Linked DNA regions of Gossypium hirsutum: region 1 is linked to region 2. A link is a contact called in public Hi-C data. All regions are on one chromosome and are shown on one strand. Each heading gives the region's core, a stretch centred on a gene start, on an enhancer-like site or on the middle of the called end of the contact. The rest is flanking DNA. Distances are from core to core; before and after follow the strand shown.

The links. Hi-C and Micro-C count contacts between places; a contact is called where the count stands out from the background.
Region 1: a Hi-C map of leaf shows a contact between it and region 2, with 1.8 times the contacts expected there. The contact joins the promoter of LOC107934268 here to the promoter of LOC107941781 in region 2. A contact is called at or near these places in 2 of 34 Hi-C or Micro-C datasets (both in leaf).

The regions. Positions count from the first base shown.
Region 1 is chrA12:97,979,930-97,986,004 of Gossypium_hirsutum_v2.1, reverse strand. LOC107934268 (cyclic dof factor 3) reads right to left here and starts at 4,408. Exons shown (of 2, transcript XM_016866641.2): 1 at 3,986-4,408; 2 at 1,431-3,101. The coding sequence starts at 4,225. The coding sequence ends at 1,815.
Region 2 is chrA12:97,493,993-97,499,509 of Gossypium_hirsutum_v2.1, reverse strand. It overlaps LOC107941781 (putative pentatricopeptide repeat-containing protein At1g74580), which reads right to left and starts at 2,416. Exons shown (of 2, transcript XM_016875388.2): 1 at 1,992-2,416; 2 at 1-1,662. The coding sequence starts at 1,557. It overlaps TRNAL-AAG (transfer RNA leucine (anticodon AAG)), which reads left to right and starts at 2,842; the gene lies at 2,842-2,922. It overlaps LOC107941784 (protein PHYTOCHROME KINASE SUBSTRATE 1), which reads left to right and starts at 4,673. Exons shown (of 1, transcript XM_016875390.2): 1 at 4,673-5,517. The coding sequence starts at 4,673.

The sequences.
Region 1 (6,075 bases), core at 3,159-5,658, 480 kb before region 2:
AATTAAAACCATAAATTTTTTAAAAAATATAAAAATAAATTTATTAAAAACCATTAAAAATTTATAAAAAATAATTTATTAAAAATTTTATTTTTTTCATTTTGATTAAATTATTTGAGTAATATAACTTGCACAAATTGAAAAATGAGAGGCAAAAATATATAAAAAAAAAAGAACCGATCGTGATTTTATGATATAAATTGTTCATGATCATTTTTTGATTTATTTTAAAATAAATATAATTTTAATGTTCATATACATTGTGTACTTATTTTTAATATATATGTATATATATATATATATTTTAGAATTTTACATTTAGTGCCACTTTAGTGTTGTTAGTTAAAAGGTTTTATTGGGTGCGAATGAAGTTAATTGATTTGGTTTTTGAAAAAGTTTAAGAGCTTACAATACCAATAAGCCTTTAATTTTTGTATTGATAGAAATATATATTATTAATTATATTAATTTTCATTGATTGTAATTGATATTTTAATTGTATTTAAAATTGGTTATTTTTCCAATATTAGTCTTTAATTTGATTAAGGATTAATTTATAATATTTGATTTAATAAAATTTTAAAAAATACATTATGATGGCAATAAAATATATTTGTAGCGCAGGGGTAAATGTTGGTTCTCAATTCAAAACTACAATTATATTTATAAATTGATAAAAAAAAAAAGAATTATTGAACAGAAACTTAAAAATGACATATGGATGAAAAGCAACGGGCGATAGCTTTCCTAGAAAAAGTAAAAAAGGAAAGCAAAAGTAGGAAGAAAAGACAAAAGGATATCATGGAATAGTGTTTCATAACTCAACTCATCATGTGGCTTCTGTTTCCTGCTTTCCTTCTAAATATCTATTAGCCCCATCCACCCCACTTTGTTGTCACCTTTTAAGTAATCTATCTGTCTGCTTTCTTCTTACTTTTATAACTATAGGGCATTATTCATTTTGTAAAAATTAGGGTTCTTAAATCTTCAACTAAAAGTGGCACACTGCATTCTGCAAAACTTATAGATTCATACGTAAAGATTTTGAGGTTGGTTTTACTTTCTATTATAAAAAGTGGATTTTGAAAAAGAAAAAAGGAAATGCAGCATAATAATAATTTTATATGAGGGAACTTCAGCTCAGCAGGTATTTGCCTTTTCTGTGCAAGTTGTTTGGATTCCATTGGCCAGTGAAAAGGAAAGTCACTTGGCTTGTTTTCGAATAAAATATTCAAGCTTATCTTCAACATAAAGGTGGTCCTTGGAATGAAATTCCATCTTTTGCTTCACAATACTACTGTTTCTTACATGGTTGCTTTTTGTTCCTTCACTTAAATGAATTTCATCTGATACGGGTATATTCAACTTTTGGCTTAGAGAAAATGCAAGTGTCCAAGGCGAGAAGAGTGAAGTATAAAAAGCAGTATGGATAATGAGGAAAAAGACTTCCACTCTTGAGTTTCAGTATGAAAATTTAGTTCAATACATCTAAAGATATAGTTCTCCAATACTGTCATGGTATTTTACATATATAGAGATATATACATGAATACAAACTGAGCAAGCGCTAAGTAAAAAATCTAAACCCGTATCTTTACTGTTTATTGTACTGTTACAACAAGAGAAATCAGTTTTCCCTGAGCTTTTCTCATCATCCTAGAGGGGGAAAATTGGACTAAACCCTCCTTTTTCCTTCCCTTTCCCATGCCCGCCTCCGGTCTTTGTCCTGGGCAGCAGCTATCTAGCTCCCGAATGAGACGATCCCGGTAAGTGTTTCACAAGTATTTATGGCCTATATATCAAGAACCTAGCTTTCAAGAACTCTCATGGAAGTTGAGGGATCTAGACAAGGCTGCAGGGTTTGCTCTCAATACTGGTGATGATTCAGCTACATGATTCTTTTCATCACTCTTTGGATGGAAAGCCTTGAAAAGCCCTCCCCCACTAAGTGATTCGTTCTTAATCCCTAGTGTCGCCCATATGGAACTTTTTGCAGCTTCACTCGGATCATCGATCCTTAAAGTTTTCGGAACCAGAACGCATCCGTTCTTCTGTTTAGTTGCCTTTTGTTTCTCTGAATCATCTAGTTTGGCCATGTCCCCTTCCCTAGAATGTTTGCCCAACGTCGGCCAATTTGGACCTGAAGTTGGAGCCTTGTGGTTTGAAGAAGTGGATGATGACTGAGGAGACAACCAAGGCACGTTCCAAGTGCCGGGAATCCCACAGTTCCAATAGGCTGCAGCAGGATAGAATGACATGGGAAATCCGGATGGGCAAAATGCCGGTGGAGGCACCGTGGAATTCCATGGGTAAGGCCAAGGAACACCAGGTAAACAAGGAATTGGTGAAGGGAAGCCATTAATGTTGCCCATCCTATTTTCCTGAATGCAACTTCTACCACCTTCCTCCATTGAGTTTGAAACCGTGATAGAAGATCCACTCGAGCAATCATCACCGTTTTCCCTTCTGTTTGGAACTGATACTCTTTGTTCTTCAAGACCATGAAATCCATTTCGGGCACCATTCAAAACCTTTTTCTCCCCAAGGTTTAAGACAGAGGCCATGGAATCGCAAATGGGTGCATCTAGGCCAAAGCTAAGGACCCTTCCATTGCTTTTCAAGGCAGGGTGATGTGCTGCATTAGGAGCATCGATTCGAGCTGCTTGAAGAGCCTCCGAAATGGAGATGTGTCGGTAATGCGAGGCAGAGTTCTTATTCTTACGACGACCAGCTCCTACCGGTACGTTTCTCATCGTACCACCTGCAGTCCAGTATCTTTGACAGGCTTTGCAGAAATGACGAGGTTGTTTGATGTTGTAATTATTGTAGTAGCAAAACTTTGTATCCATGCTATTGCAGCGGGGGCATGGAAGTATTTGATCTGGCTTTTTAAGTGTTTTCTCCTGTGATTTGCTACCATCACTTTGTTCTTTATCAGTCTTTCCGGTCTTCGATTTTCCGGTTTCTTCGTCAATAGATGGAGTTTTCGGGTTTACATTAGGCTCCGGCGAAGTCTCTGGATTAGTTGATTCCTCTCTATTTGAGGGCTGGATGTTGTCATCTTCTTGTCCAGTATCAGCAATCCGTTCTGCTAAAGAATCCTGAAATTTAATATGCTTCCCTAATAAGAAACTTTAAGTAGACCAAAAAATTTTCTACATGATCCTATCTCAGTTCTCAGCCAGAATCAAGAAAATTTTCTCGAGAAACAAACAAGTATAAATATGATAAGGGTCCTAAAGAACATCCCCCCTCCTTTTTATATTGTTTTATATGAAAATTGTTTAAAGTTTTATTGATATAATCAAGGGGGCATAAACATAATAACAATAAGATATTCCATGAAATTTCTTGAAAATTTTGGGAATTCAGTTAATAGGCTAAAACTTATCGAGATATTCAACAAAAACAAAGCTAACAAAGATTTTAATACTGCAAATAAGAAGGAATCGAACAGATATATTGAAAAACCAAGAAGGAAAGACTTTCCCAGTTAAAAGGATCTATGGGATGTGGAATCTAAAAAATATTGATTGGCTAAATCCAATAAAGAAGTTAAAAAAAAAATAGACATTTGGCAGAACGAGGACTTCAAATTTCTTGTATAATAATCACCCCAAAAAAAAAATTCTGATTTTTTAGAACTAATTATTTTCTACTCTAAATAATCAAAGCCCAGATAAGTAAAAAAAAAAACACACACACACACACAAACAATCTGGAAGCTAAATAAATATTTTTCAATTTCATATTTTAAAAGAATTGTATGGTAATTCAATAGTTTTTTTTTGGGGGGGGGGTAGAATCCAAAAGATTAGCAAGAAAAAGAAAAAGCTAGTTCTAGCAAAAGAAGTAGGATCCAAAAATGGAAAATTGAAGAAAAAGTAAAATTGACCCATTAATTTTTCACCATTTCAAGAAATGGGTAATCCTTAAAATCCCCAAGAAGATTAAAAAGAAACATTGTTTTATTGAATTGGCCAACCTGCTCTGTTTTGTCTTTCTGTTCATCTTCTTCTTCACCACCATCACCATCACCATCACCACCAACACCATCATAATCATCATCATCATCAAATTCTTCATAGTCTTCATCATCTACTACTCTGTTCCCACACTGAGCCTTGTCGAATTCATCAACAGAGAGAGTTGAAATCTCTCCATCAGCAGGTAAATGAATTTTCTTACCAAACAACTTGATCCCAGGGTCTTTACTTTCTTGCATTTTCTCAACAACCAAACAAGAACCAGCTAAGACAATTCGTAGGTATTGATTTTTTTTTTTTAAGGGGGAGGGGGGTTGGTAAATTGGTGTGAAGTGATATGAAGTTAAGTGTGAGGGTTAATGGATGGGTTTAAAAGAGAGGTGGATGCCACGATATCACCATGGTTTGATTCTCAGCCACAAGTTCTTGTGGCCTTGAGATTTTCTTTTTCTTTGGCTTTTTCTTTTGATTCGGTAGTAGGGTAGGATGGAGAGTTTGTGCAACCGGGGGACTGTTTGGCTGCTTTTGTGATGTGGATTTCTGGTATTGGTTGAATCCTGGATAAAAGTCTCCCTGCGATTTGATGCTACTGCCATACTACTAATATTTTTTTTCCTTTTTCTTATATAACTTTTAGCTACTGTTTAGAGGTGAGATTTTTAAAGTCAGATTTATAATTATCTTTTATTATTATTAATTTTAGATATATATTTATAAAAAGAAAAAAAGAAAAGCAAGAGATATCTGCCAGAGAAGTAGAAAGGAACATACATGCTTTTCTCGACCAATACAGGAAATAGGGTCATTCTCCATGAAGATACACAAATTTAATTTTATCGTAAAATTATTTGCAATCAAATTTATCCGTTTGAAATATTATAAAAACCTTGCTCCCAAATTTTCATCCATATCTTCTACTTATCTTTCATTTCTGACTTTAGTTTTTTTTTATAAAAATATTATAAAAGTTTTTGTATTATAAGTCGGATTACATTTTGTTATCTCTATTCAAAAATAGATAAATTAGTCATTATATATTAAATTAGCATACAGTACTGTCAGGTTATTTTATCAGCCATGTCAGTTTTTAATCATGAAAATAAATAAAATTTTTAACAGAAATAACCAATTTACTTTTTATCTAATATACAGGAACTAAATTATTTATTTTTCAAATAAAGATGACAAAATATAATCTAACTTTTAATATAACAACCTTTATAATAATTTTACTGCTTTTCTATTTTACCAAAAATATTCACTACAAATATAGAGGGAAAAACTAAATGAGCTTGACCCAGATGGTGCAAATGATAATTTATAGCTTTAATTCCATCATGTATGATTGCACTTTCAATTTCTACTCACAATGTCTATAACCAATCGTGGATGACTCCCTACATTGCTTTTTAGTCTCTACTATTTTTTTTAAAAAAAGTAATTTTAATCCAAGCTAGTTGATATCTACTTTTATTATTTGAATTTATATTTCATGCATCATTTGCAATGTAAAATTTATACAACATAATCAAATTTTAGAATATCAATACAAAAGTTAAAATATGTTTCAAATCTTTTTACTTTTCGTAAATTTAAAAGTTAGTCATTCTAATTTTATTTTAATGGAATTTAAGATTTTTACTTTTTAAATTTTAAAATTCAAGTTAAATTATTAATGTCACCTTAAAATTCATCTATTAAATTCGTTAGTGAGGCATTTATAAATTAAAAAACCATTAACAAAAAGATAATGCTGTAACAAACTTAAATTTAACAGCTTTAACGATGTTAATAACTGGGTTTGCATTTTAAATTTTGAAAAACAGAGAGACTAAATCCTTTGAAATAAAAATAGGACTAAATTCCAAATGTACAAAAAAATAGCAATTTAAATCGCATTTTAACGTTATAAATACAAGGCATATGATAATTTTTGAGGGCTAAAGTGATAAAAAAATAAAAGTCAGAGTGACAAAATGAATAAACATTACCGATAAAAATAATTTACTGAACAATGTATAACAAAAATATTAATTTCTTTAAATAACTCTTACAGTAATTTTTTTATAACACAATTTATGAAAACTAG
Region 2 (5,517 bases), core at 1,167-3,666:
AAAAGTTTCCATGACATCTTCGGACTTCGAAGTTTTACAGAGGCCATTCAGCACAGAGTTATATGTTATCACATCAGGAATAACATCATAGTTCCACATTTGATTTAAAATCTCAACTGCATTTTCCACTTTCAACTGCTTACAGTATCCATCGATCAAAGTATTAAATGTAAAAATATCCGGAAGGTAACCTTTCGCAATAGCATCATTCAGTAAATTGTTAGCATCAGAGACACACCCCATCTTGCATAATCCATTTATAACTATATTGTAAGTCCATATGTTGGGACTGCAACCATTTTCCGACATCTCATTCATCAGCTGCAAGGCTTGCAAAATCAGCCCCTGCAAAGACAACCCTTTGATAAGAGTGTTATACATAATAATATTAGGTTTTAATCCTTTCCCCAAAGCCTCATTAAATACAGCCACAGCACGGTCTGTCTCACCATGCTGGCATAAACCGTTAATTAAGGAACAATAAGTGAATTCATCGGGAATAAAACCCTTGAAAACTGCATCGTTGAGAATCTTATCTGCATTTTGTATTATGCCCAATTTGCAATATCCATCAATGACAGCATTGTAGGTAAAACCATCTGGCTCCAAACCTTCATTCACCATTTTATGCAAAAATATTTCAGCTTCTACAACCTTGGCGCTCTTACACAAGCCACATATTAAGGTATTGTATGTAACAACATCTGGTTTCAGACCTTCCTTAGCCACACCATTCAAAAAACTAACGGCCTCATTTAGTGCACCTTTTCTGCAAAGCCCTTGGATAAAGATATTGACTGTAAACAAATTTGGAGACACTCCCCTCTTCATGACCTTGTTAAGCAGCTTTTCGCTTTCTCGAACATTCCCCTTCTTGCAAAGAATGTGTATAAGTTTATTAAAAGCAGTGATATTTGGAGCAATTCCGAGCTTAAGCATCTCATCAAACAACTCATATGCCTCAATGTGATGGTTCTCTTCAAAAAACCCTCCTACTACAGTACAATAAGCTGCTGCATTTATCTCACATCCAAGCATAGGCATGTTTCTAAGAAGCCTTAAAGCAGCATGAGGCCTCTTTGTCCTACAAAATGACTTTATCCTAATCGTAAAAGTGTACACGTCGGGGACGATCCCTTTATCTCTCATTCTCATATACACCTTGTGCGCTTGATTGAAATATCCATATTCAACCAAAATATTCATGATTGCATTATATGATAAAACTGTTGGCTCGCAATTATAAAAATCCATCCTTTCAAACACAGCGATGGCTTCCTGAACTTTCTGTTTGCGTCCATAATTTCTCATGCACCCGATATAAACTCCTTCAAGCAGACTGCTGTCGACATTCAGTCTCATCTCTAGCAGTACCTTCTCCATAGCCTCAAATTCCCCATGAAACCCAAGCTTGTCAATCATGCACTTATAGGTTAACAAAGTATGCTTGAATCCATCTTCTTTCTTTACTGCATTGAACATTTGAAGCGCTTTGAGCGGATCCCTTTGGTGTTTTACAACTGCAGCTACATGTTTAGGAAGCAAAGCAGGACTCATTCCAAAAAGAGAAATCTAACACAATATAATCATATCCAAGCCTATTAAGCCAATTAACATCTGAAGGCGTTCAGCTCTTCTTCTCACATTAAGCTTTGGCTTATCCTAAAACAAGAAAAAAATTACCCAAAAGATATGACCATTAGTTTGTAATTCGAAAAACCCTAGTCCAAAATTAGATACTCTTTTCAGGAATGAAAAGCTCTACACTTCAATGATTAACAGATATAAAAAGGAATCAAATCCTTCAATGCTAAATCTAAGATAATATGGGAAACAAGTAAAGTAAGCAAATGGGTTAAAAAAATTGTCTTCTTTTCTTCCACTTTCTCAGGAAACAAATAAAAGCAGCAATGCATTAACTACTCGATATTAGCATAGACAATAAATAAATAAATAAAACTGAAACATAGAATTAAAGAAAGAAAGGATACCAGAAAAAAGTTGCAGCATTTGTAATGCCCGAAAGTAGCCAAGAAGAGATTGAACTCCAATTTGAATTGGCGTGGCTGAAGGTTATTCCAAAGGGAGAAAAGGTAGCGGGAGTTTCAGAATTCAACCCAATCAACGGTTCAGATATCACTATTTGAAGCTTAAACTGGGACCCATCTCGTATACTCAATCGAACGGCAAGCAGGGTAATATAAAGTATCTCCAATTTTCATTCTTTTCAACTGCGCTTTGAAGAGCAGGAGAAAGGGAAAAAAATGGCTATAGTGGAAGGGTGCGTGAAAGTAGAGACGGGTTTGGATTTGGGTTGGGGTTTGGATGGAGAAATCATACCCTCTTAGTGTGAGATGGCTCAGCCCCTACACATGCATGTTACCTTTTAATCGAGTATGGTGAGAATTTTCTTCTTTTGCGCGGTGCCTCTTATGAAGGTTTTAATTGATTTACCATTTAAATTTCAAGTCTTTATGTTAGTTGTCTAAGCAGCCATAGCAAGTATCCTAATGTGTGTTAAAGAATATGACAGCAATGGATTGAAAATACACAAATCACTTAAAATCCAAGTTGAATTAATAATATGTAGATTAGTATTAGAGATCTATATCTTGCTTATTTTTAATGTAACATATATATAAACGGTCACGTAGACGCTATATCATTAAAGTTAACAAATATAAATATTTTCATTTACTTGCTATATCATTAAAGTTAATAACCGAAAATATTTTTATTTATTTAAGGTGATTTTACAATTGTAAAGTTGAAGGTTGAAATAAGCCATTATGTCAAAATGTTTTATAGTTTATAATTATAAAATAGGATATTAACATAGATGTTGAGATGGCCGAGTTGGTCTAAGGCGCCAGATTAAGGTTCTGGTCCGAAAGGGCGTGGGTTCAAATCCCACTCTCAACAATGTTATGCTATTTTTATGTGTTCTTTTCTGTATAGTGGGTTTCTTTGGGCTTTTCTTTGTGAGCAGTATTTGTTTTTCATGGGGGTTCTTTTTTAAATGCGGTTATGAATTAATCGTACTTACAAACTTCGATTCTATTTTGTTGTTGAATTTCGTTAAAGCTTTGATTTTTCATTTGAATTTATGTTTAAAGTTTCTTCAATGAATAGCATTTTGAGCAGGCCATCTTGTTTAATCAAATCCACTCTTTTCACTAATTTTTTCTTAGATCAAGCTAATGGTTTTACTTCATTCTATATGCCCATATGTCAAAGTTTACCAATACTACGATGTAGTATTAAAATTTACTCTAAATTAATTCTAGTTTGTTTTATATTATTTTTTACTTAATTTACATATTAATTATATTGTGAATTTCAAATATTACAATGTCGATGTTAATTATACAAATATAAAAGAATTTATTGTATCTTGTTGTGGGGTATGATACCATTTGAGAGAATGATGCTGAACACAAGCACCATAAATATGTTACAAACTCTTTAATTTGAGACATTTAAGGCTTTTAAATGTGGTTGAGAAGACATTTGTTATTTTTTTAAAAAAATACTTTACATATTAACATCACCTTAGTATAAAAAAAAAATTAGGTTAGATCATACTAGCATGTTGCATGTTTCATAAATTCAATTATATGTGGAATTGAAATGATTCATACTTGAAAAAGTACATGAAAGAAGGAGATCTTGATAATTCTAATGATGCAGATTAAAATTTAAATGATGATGAACTCGATCAAGAACAAACAAAGGACGATAGAAAGCATATGTTAAATATTAAAAAAGGAATAATCTAACAAATCTACTATAGAATAATTAGATAAAATTACATATGATGTTTTTCTTTTTTGTTATTCTCATTAGTACTCATATTATCAATTGTTTTTTTCTTTAAACTAAATAATACTTATGATGATTTGCTTTTAATTATTGTTACTTAATTAAAAATTATTTTATCATATTAATAATTCTTATAGTAATTAATATTTTAAAAGTATAAATGATGTAAATGTGTAATTATAATTTGTACTATCATGATATAGGGAATTACGGTGTAATTAGAACATGCCTAGAGAATTATAATTATTTGTAATTAGAACAAAATATACTCTATACTATCCAAACGAACTCTAAATATTATTAAATATTTTAATATAAAAAACAGAAATATTTTCAAAATGATATCATTTATAATATTTTAGTCCTTAAATTAATGTCTGATTAATTGATGAGTAAACAAAATAATAACGATAACTAGATTTGGAGCCTGTGACTTTTTCTAAACGTAATTTAATAAAATGAAAAGTTTGAGTAAATCTAGTGATCCAAAACACAAATTACCCTTTTCCTTCGATCGGACAAAAATAATAGTGATATAGGGGACACGTGTCATTTTGTTAGGTGTCCATATCTACAGTAAAAACATGTATCTTGTTTTTAAAAAGCTATCAAGAAATAGTCGTAGAATGAAAAATAGTCGTAGAATGAAAAATGAAACTAGATGTAGTGAGCAAAAAGGTGATGAATTGTCATTCAATGCCCCAAGCAAGTAGGACCTCTTAAGAAGCCAAGTGACCTCCACTTCTTCCTGGATCATAGCCAAACTTCTCTCCTTAAATTAGTTTTGGGATTACCAGTTTCGAAATACTTCAAATTCAATCCATCAAGTTTATCCCAGTTGTTTGAGATGATGGACGGTGAGAAAAGGAAAAACACCAGTCTCGGTGACGTCTCCTTTTCTTCTTACCATACCACCGCAGAAGAGATCTTTGTTCATAACTTTGCAGAACCTGGGAATAGGATTAATCATCCCCAGGTTGCCATCGGACGACTAGAAAGGAATAAGACCCAAGTTGGTGAAATCAGTGTATTTGGAGCTGAAAATTACTTCAATATGAAACTCGATGATGGTGATGATGATCTGCTGCATCCGGTGGGTCCACGCCGCTGGCCTGGGACACCCACTGCCAGTTCCGAAGCAAGTTGGAGTAGCCAAAGCGTTTTGCTACCAAGTTTCACGGGGAATCGATCCGTAAACAAACCAAAAAGGGTTGATGGAAGGAGCTTCTTTTTCTCTAATCTTAGCTGCACCGGGTCTTGCTCCGATGGGAAATCTGTTTACGTCAATCAGAATGTTGATCATGGAAGGGTTCATGCAAAACAGGTGAGAAGGAAACTGATGGAAGCCAAAGATAAGTTTGATCAGATGAGTGCCGGTTCTAACAGAGAAGTGTGTTTCCGATCGCCGGTTCTGAAACTCAAAAGACAAATGGATGATCCACGAAATTCCCTCGAAGTATTCGGATCCACTGCGATGAAGAAAGGGGACATAACCAAGAACCTTGAAAGGAAACTGTCCATGTTAACTTGGGATGCCATCCCAAATGCCCCGACCATTTCATCTGTTTCGAGAAGTAGCCAAGCAGGCGATGATGTCGAAAGCGATTGCAGTTCAGATCTCTTTGAGATTGATAACATATGCGGCGATGGTCCAGCCGCGTTGTTCGCAAGGCCAAGGCCAGGGCATGCCTCGGA